Linked DNA regions of Mus musculus: region 1 is linked to region 2. The links are chromatin contacts, called in public Hi-C maps. All regions are on one chromosome and are shown on one strand. Each heading gives the region's core, a stretch centred on a gene start, on an enhancer-like site or on the middle of the called end of the contact. The rest is flanking DNA. Distances are from core to core; before and after follow the strand shown.

The links. Hi-C and Micro-C count contacts between places; a contact is called where the count stands out from the background.
Region 1: a contact with region 2 is called in a Hi-C map of forebrain, with 7 times the contacts expected there. The contact joins two enhancer-like sites. A contact is called at or near these places in 9 of 484 Hi-C or Micro-C datasets (cerebellar granule neurons, embryonic stem cells, forebrain and 4 more) and 1 of 9 other capture datasets (embryonic stem cells).

Annotation. Positions count from the first base shown.
Region 1 is chr6:135,661,019-135,665,014 of GRCm38.p6, forward strand. It overlaps 4930425L21Rik (RIKEN cDNA 4930425L21 gene), which reads left to right. Exons shown (of 5, transcript NR_126088.1): 2 at 3,825-3,918. Among named protein-coding and RNA genes, the nearest start is that of 4930425L21Rik, 4.1 kb to the left of the region's middle. Within about 2 kb of position 1,598, at least 16 of the 459 cell types and tissues checked have an H3K27ac peak or open chromatin away from gene starts, as enhancers often do. A contact at or near this core is called in forebrain, where this site is marked.
Region 2 is chr6:135,440,288-135,444,485 of GRCm38.p6, forward strand. No RefSeq gene overlaps it. Among named protein-coding and RNA genes, the nearest start is that of Emp1, 79 kb to the left of the region's middle. Within about 2 kb of position 1,409, at least 30 of the 459 cell types and tissues checked have an H3K27ac peak or open chromatin away from gene starts, as enhancers often do. A contact at or near this core is called in forebrain, where this site is marked.

The DNA.
Region 1 (3,996 bases), core at 348-2,847, 220 kb after region 2:
AGAAAGAACTAGATTGGGATCATTGATGATAGGTTTATGTCATAAGAGAGTTGTATATAATAATTTGACTTGAGAAAATTTTGTAAGAAAGTTCTTTCAAGAAGTTGATCTCTGAGTGTTGTGGTAGGCCTCAAAGTGCATTTACACATATCTTCAACATAACAGGTTTAAACATCTCATGTTTACCATTTCTACAGTGGTTCATGGACCACTAAACCAATGCCCAAATATTTACCCGACACCTCTATGCAATGACAGTATTTATTGATATAAGTTGTCACGGAGGTGAAATGGTCCAGAACTGGTGAGCTGTGTCACTTGGCATCTTTCTGTACTTTATGTTGCCAACTGGGAGTCTATGTGATGCACAACTGAGATTCTTCATGGAGAGGTACAGGAGTAAGTCAGTATACGTTGTCCTTGGATGTTCCTCCTTCCCAGTATTTCCATGATATTAGCAAAAAAGTAAAAGGGGAAAGGTGGGAGCCTGGTCTGACCCAGCACCATGGCAAATGAAGCCTAAGGTGATAGACTGAGCTTCGGGGAAAGTTCTAACTACTTTGTCTTGGTAACAGCGGGTACATTTACAAGCTGATGGCATAGAGCTGAGCCGTCTTTTATGTGTGTGCACTGCATGCATGGATGTATATTCCTGCACATGCTCATATATTTGTTTGAATATGATGGGTGAGTGAGTCAGGCAGAGACAAATGTGTATGGAAGCCAGAGACTGATGTTGATATTGGGATTTTTCTGTGTTGCTCTCTGCCTTATTTTTTGAGACAAGATCTCTTACTAAAATTAGAGTTTACCTATTTGACTGGAATACCTGGCCAGCGAGCTCTGAAATACTCTGGTCTCTGCCTCTCCAGCACTGGCTTTTGTATATACTGCTGTACCTGGCTGTTAACATAGATGCTGAGGATGAACTCTGGCCATAGTGTTGACATGGCAAACACTTTCCCAACTGAGCTGCCTCTATCCTCAGAGCCTTTCTTTTTCAATTAATGCATTCCATACTTTCCTCATCACTAAGACCCACTACACGAGGAGAAGTAACTGAAGAGAGGAAGGACTTACTTCGATTCATTTTGAGGTATGGTTCATCCCAGGGAGGAAGGCACAGAAGTGGGAAGGGTCCACACTATGGCAAAGGAGCTCCAGGAGACTTGCTCACAGGAATCAGGAAGCAGAAGGCAGATGGGCAGTGGGTCTGCTCTATAAGCCTCAATGTCTGCCCTATAGCAACTCACTTCCTAAAAGTTCTACAAACTAGAGACCATGTGTTCAAACACATGAGCCTACAGGGGAGGTTTTTTTTTCCCATCTAAATCATTGTGATGCATATTTATTCAGTGTATAATGGATCCTTGGGTTCATTTCCACTTTACAGCCTGGGCTGGAGGACATCTCCATTAGGGTAAGCCTTGATAATGAGAGTTGAGGGCACCGTGACAGTATAGCCATCTTTGTTGGTGTTCTGGAAAGCTGGCTGGCTGGGTTTGGCATTTTCTCTGCTGTGGCATAGTGTGCTTGGACTTTATTGGGATAGGCCCCTTGTTGAGCATGAAAGCTGGTTTCCTTTTTCCTGCCAGAAGAGCTGGCGCTCTCATTCACCATAGTTTATGGGTCTGCTGGATCCAGCTCAAATACGCCTCAGCAGAGTCTGTCTCTGGGGAGAAAGCAGCTCTTGAGAAAGGGCAGTTAAAGATACTGTTGTTTGTCTCAGATTCTTATTGGCATCTGGGACCAGGTGAAGACAGGGACAGGGATGAGGCCAAAGCCCACAGCCCTACACAACCCAATTATGCAGTTAAGTAGCTTTCCACAAGGTGTTTCATTGGCAAAAGCAGTATTTGCAGGAGGCTTTCTTGAGGCAAAAGCTGGGGGCGGAGGATATAGGTCATTTAGCTATACAATGAGGCAAAAGTCCTACTTGCCAAGGCTAGAAAGGTAGGTGGTAGAATTGGTGCCATCCAATTTTCTAAGACTACATTTATCTCTTTGGCTCCATTTCATTCCTGTCATCACCCTTAGATAGGAGCAAGCTGGGATTAAAGCTCAGAAAAAAATGTTTTGTAGGAGGCAACTAGTAACTTAGTATCGTTTTCTTTACTGATTCCAGCCAGCATCATGAATATCATTGACTTTTACATGGTGTGCTGAGCCATTTGTGACACTTTCCCAGTTATATCTTGAGGGCTTTTCCCCCAGAATAGTTACTGTCCCCTGGCAAGGGTACAAAAAGAAGGTGCCACATACGGCTAGTAAGATGGCTCGGTTGATAAGAGCACTGGCTGCTTTTCCTGAGCACCTGGGCTTGGTTCCCAGCATCCACATGGCAGCTCATAATCACCCATCACTCCAGTCCTGGAGATCTTCTGCTCTCTGTTGGCCTCCAAGGGTACTAGGCACACATGAAGTGCACAGACATACATACAGGCAAAACACTCATATGCATAAACAAACAAACAAACTTTTAATGCAGGTGTTGTCCTTGTGAATTGGATTCCCACTATATATTGAACCTGCCTTGATCCTGTACCTTCCCCTTCCATTGCCTTTGACTGCAAGACATCAATGTGCCTCAGTCACAAGGTTTATGGTATTTGTATTAAAGAGCCATGAGTGGAGCCTGGGGATTTGGACATAATTCAGAAATCCCAAGAAGCAGAAGGAGAAGGAGTCAAATGTCTAATGCAGTTAATATCTGAATATTACTGGACTACAGACGTGTTGTCACAGAAAAAAGCATCTCTTGGTGGGTTTTGCTTTATTTTTGTGACCGTGAAGATTGAATCAAAGGTCTGGACCCTGTAAGTCAAGTGTTCTGCCACTGAAACACATCCCAGTCCTTAGATGGTTTATTAGCAGATGTCTTGATTACTTTAGAATTTGACAATTTCATACAAGTATGAAATCTATCTGGCACTCCTCACCTGTCCACTCTCCTTTACCCTTTTCCATTCCCACAAACCCCTTCTTCTCCCAATAAGTCTCCATCCAAGTTTCATGTCTTTTTGTTCTGCGTGTGATTTTAATCCCATTTGGTTTAATCGCAGACACAATGGGCCTGACTTGAAGCTCATCACTGGACCACAGGCAACTTGCCAACAGCTACACCATGGAAGCTGATGTTCCTCTTCTTTCAGAACCCCCGACTGTCAGTAGTTCTCCTGGGAGGAGCCTTCCCCATCTATGATTGTTGTTGATAGGCTAAATTCTATGCAGAAACCATAACTGCCGTGAGTTCATGGTTGCCACAGCCACATCATACCCATAAGACACTTTCATAGCCCCGCCCCCACCTCCGCAATATGATTCTTGTATCTTTTGCCCTACTTCCCCATAATGTTCCTTGAATCTTAGAGAAGATTATATGGGTGTTCCATATAAGGTGCAACACTCAACAGTCACAGGTTCTCTGCACCTTGGCTGCCCATATGTTCATATTAACTGACACTTGCTGCAAAGAAAGCTTCTCTGACCAAGACTGAGAGCAATACTACTCCATGGGTATGTATATATGTACACACACACACACACACACACACACACACACACACACACACACACAATTTGACAATGCAGTCACTTAGCAAAACTAATAGGTTTTGATTTTGATTTTGAGATCTCTAGACATTAGCCTTTGACCTGGTCCATAGAATCAGTCATGAGCTCTTTCCTATGGAAAGGACCTGAAAGCCCATCAGAAAGCAGTTGGTTACCCCTATAACAGCTACTATTGCACCAGTGGCATATCTTCTATTGTAACATGCAAAGTCCTAAGCTATAAGAGGTTACTGCTAATTTTTCTCTCCTAGCTGACTGCATGCCAGCTTTGGCACAATGGAAGTGGCCAGCAGAAAAGAAGCTTCCAGATCAGTTCCAGGCTGATTTTTGTATTTTGTAACCAAGGTATGTGGTGTCTCCAGGAAGAGGGTTTTATCATTTGGCTCTTCATGGCAGACTAAGAGAAATGGTAATAATTTATAT
Region 2 (4,198 bases), core at 159-2,658:
TACACACTTCCTGCCATGGTGATCATGGACTATACATCTCTGAAACTGTAAGCAAGACACCAAGTAAATGTTTTCCTTTATACCAGTTGCCATGGTCATGGTGTCTCTTTACAACAATGGGATGCTAAGACACTGAGTATATGGATAAACAGTCATCACTCAGATCTAACAGCTCTTTATTTATTTATTTTTTATTAGATATTTTCTTTATATACATTTCAAATGCTATCCTGAAAGTTCCCTATACCCTCTCTCCACCCTGCTCCCCTACCCACCCACTCCTGCTTCTTGGCCCTGGCATTCCCCTGTACTGGGGCATATAAATTTTGCAATACCAAGGGGCCTCTCTTCCCAGTGATGGCCAACTAGGCCATCTTCTGCTACATATGCAGCTAGAGATACGAGCTCTGGGGGTACTGGTTAGTTCACATTGTTGTTCCACCTATAGGGTTGCAGACCCTTTCAGCTTCTTGGGTGCTTTCTCTAGCTCCTCCATTGGGGGGCCATGTGTCCCATCTTATAGATGACTGTGAGCATCCACTTCTGTATTTGCCAGGCACTGGCATAGCCTCATACGAGACAGATATAACAGGGTCCCTTCAGCAAAATCTTTCTGGCATATGCAATAGTGTCTGGGTTTGGTGGCTGATTATGGGATGGATCCACAGTGGCACTACTTTTTAGGAAAAGGAAATAGCCTCAAAGGCAGTCAGTTAGTCAGCTACACAGTGTTATAGCTAGGAGCTGTGGCTCAGGGTTTCAGAACTAACCCGTCTCTTTCCCAGATGTCACACAGCCTCTTACCCTCTCTGTGCTGTCTTGGTGATTACCTGAGAATAGGTCATGCAGCTTGAAGATGAGCCGTCTGCATCTCCTCAGTGCTTAGAACAGCACTTGGCATGGAATGAACATTCAGGAAGAGCTTGTTGGGTAAATGCACAAACAAATAAGTCTCAACAGAGCCCTCCCCACCGCCAGCGGTCCCCTCAACCCCGAGCCAAACACAGACAGTTGGAGGGAGCTGACTTCATTGGTGCCCAAGAACAGCAGCAGCAGATGGTGCTGTCCAGATCTGAAACTTGGTCCCTTTACTCCTGCATGGAGCCTCTCACACTCCACCCTCTTGTCCCTCTCTGAGTTGTCCCTGTTCCAGGAAGGTGGCTAGCTGAAGGCACGGGCCTTCCAGCAGAAAACACCTGGCTGGTCAAAGCCTTTTTGTCTCTGCAATTACCTTCTATTTCCCTCTCCCTCTTCAATTTCATGCAAAGCCAACTGGTATTTCTTTTCAGGCAGCTGAGAACACCAGATGGAAGGGTGGGGGGAGGTGGAGGCAGGGTGTGAGGCAGCGAAGGGACAAGCGGGGCTGTGGATGAGGGGGACCATTAGAAAGCATGTGATGTGGGGACAATGCCAGGCAGGTCAGTGGAGGTAGGGAAGGCAGAAATGGTGGATAAAGCCAGCAGGCACCATATGTGCACATGCACACTAGCAGTACTTTCAACATACCATTAAAACAGAGAAACGTTCTGGTTTCCGTAGCAACAAGGACGAGATCCGTGCCTCAGCCAGTGAAACTTATTGGGGGAAAAGGCATTTGCCTGTTAAGGAGACTGATGAATTGGGGGATAATTATACAGAGTTCTGCCACCATTAACAACCTACAAACACAATTCGGAAAATATTGTAAAGAGTATGGCGGACTGATGAAAATCCCACAGAGGTAGGGGGCGGGAGGGAGGGACAGAAGGCAGAGGGAAGGGGCTACAGGAATGTTCTAGGTAAATACCCCTTCGTGTGAGGTACCATTGGAACCAGCTCATATGTCAGTCTTCAGAGGCCTAAGGTAAGGTGAAGCTGGGTATATCTGTCCCCAATTCTACAGTGCAAGTACGTTGTGTCCTGTTCTCATTTGTGGCTTCAGAAAGTGGGTAGGTGGATATGGAAAGACTAAGTTTGGCAGTAGCGGACTCTGTGACATTTGGACCCTGTGTCTGTGTTTCCTATAGTGTCCAAAGGAACTCTTAGCTGACCCATCAAAGGATAGGACAGTAGAGGAGATTCCTGACACCCGAGTCATGCATTATAGAATCTTGCCTGGAAGAGAAGGAAAACAAACTACAATTATCTTGTCCTCCCGGTAGCAAAGACCCCATGCCAGGTACATATTAACTATTAAATAAAATGCTGCCAGAATGGGCACTGGGGCGATAGGGACTGGGGCTATGGTTCGGTTGGTAAAGTGCTTGTTATGCAAGCATGAGGGCCCGAGTTCACATCTCCAGTGCTCACATATAAAGCCAGACATGGTGCTCTGCGCCTGGAGTCCCAGTGCTGAGGAGACAGATAGGAGCTTGCTGGCCAGCCAGGTTAGCTGCACCAGAGAACTCCAGATTCAATGAGAGACCCTGTTTCAAAACACAAGGTTAAGAGAAGCATGAGAAGACTATCAGTGCCAGTCTCTGGCCTCCACAAACATTTGAATGAAAGTCTATATAAATGGATGGATAGATGACTAAAGGAATGAGCAAATGGATGGATGCATAAGAATCAGGAGAGAGAACCCATGTTCTCACCTCTTACTTCTGGTAACTTAGTGGCAGATTAGACTCTCAGAGGTAGTGTCTCTCCATGAGATATGCATTAGGATTCTGAGACTAGACTGTTCTGTGTCCCAGGGGACCTTTAAGGTCATTTGAATAGTCTCTGTCCTGCGGACATGCCCTGTGGTGTACCATTCTATTGGCTCTGTTGAATTAGAGGGCAGGAGCTGCCCACGGCCTCAGAGCACCCAGGCCAGCTCTCGCTCCTGTGGCTCAGGATTTTGTTCTGAATTCATTTTTCCACTTGCTGATTTTCCTACACTTCCAGGGGCTGCTCTTGGCTGACCCCCACGCTTTCATTTAGAACCACGCTATGTAGCTATCTCCTTGTAGTGGTTTGAATGAGTACCGTCTCCACAGGCTCTTATAGTTTGAATGCTTATTTGTCAGGGAGTGGACATGTTTGGGAAAGATTAGGAGGTGTGGCTTTATTGGAATCGATGTGGCTTTGATAGAGAAGGTGTGTCTCTGGGGGTGGGCTCTGAGATCTCTCTCACTACTTGCAGGATGTAAAGCTGTCAGCTACTGCTTAGTATCACGCATGTCTGCTTCCCTCCATGATAATCATGCATCAACCTTTGGACTCACCATACTTCAGCGAGTACCCCGTCAGCCATACTACTGAAATAAACACATTGCTTTATCAAACTGGACACAGATGGGACCCACTCCTTTGGTCTGCTGTTGGTACCCTACCTTGGGAAAAAAAGACATCTGTTTATGGAAAAGTCACCTAGCAAGTATCTAATTGTCCATTATTTCTCCCTTGGTGCCTATGATTATAGACTTGGGAGTTGTGTCTCTGGGGGAACTTCTTGTTGGTGGCAGCTCCTTCGAGAGAGCCTTGGGCATCAGAGCAATCTGACACCAAAGTGAAAGATGGCCACCTAAAGCCTCTGAGATCAGGCTGAAAGCATCAGGCTCCATCCGAAAGCTGGTCAACTGTGCACCAATTGGCTCCTTGCAGAGCAAATGTACACCGATGCCTGGTGGGACTGAGGATGGGTGTGTCAACTGATGGGAGAGGATGGGAAAGTGAGAGGTGACAGAGCCACCCGCTACTCACAAGCCCTTCCTTGCTTTCATATTCTGGAATTCTGGAAGGAGTTCCCAGGATGTTGAGCAGATTGTTCAAGGTCAAACAGCTAGCCTCTTGACTCCTGGGTCCCAGGATCACTGCAGGTACAGGACACAAGTAGTATAGGTTGATTCCTTTCCCGAAGCAGCTGGTGGGGAAGCAGAGGGGAGAATATGGCCTTGGTGCTGAAGATGGAAGGAGGCCTGGCTCAGAGCAGGGAAAACTTTGTAAGTGTTATTTTGTGAAAGAATTATATTAAACAGATTCTATTCCGACTATCAACAGATTTTCACATTTCCACCTTCCCCCTCCACAATTACCTCCTTCAGCCCCCACCATTCCAAACAGAATGTTTCCTTCCTGCTTGCACTGTAAGACAGCAAAATTGGCTTTCCCTTTAGACTCTACCTCCTGTACAGCACCATCTGGGGCTGCATAGCTTACTCTGTCGCCTTTATTTCTTAAAACATTTTGCTTGTTTTAATAATAATAATAATAATAATAATAATAATAATAATAA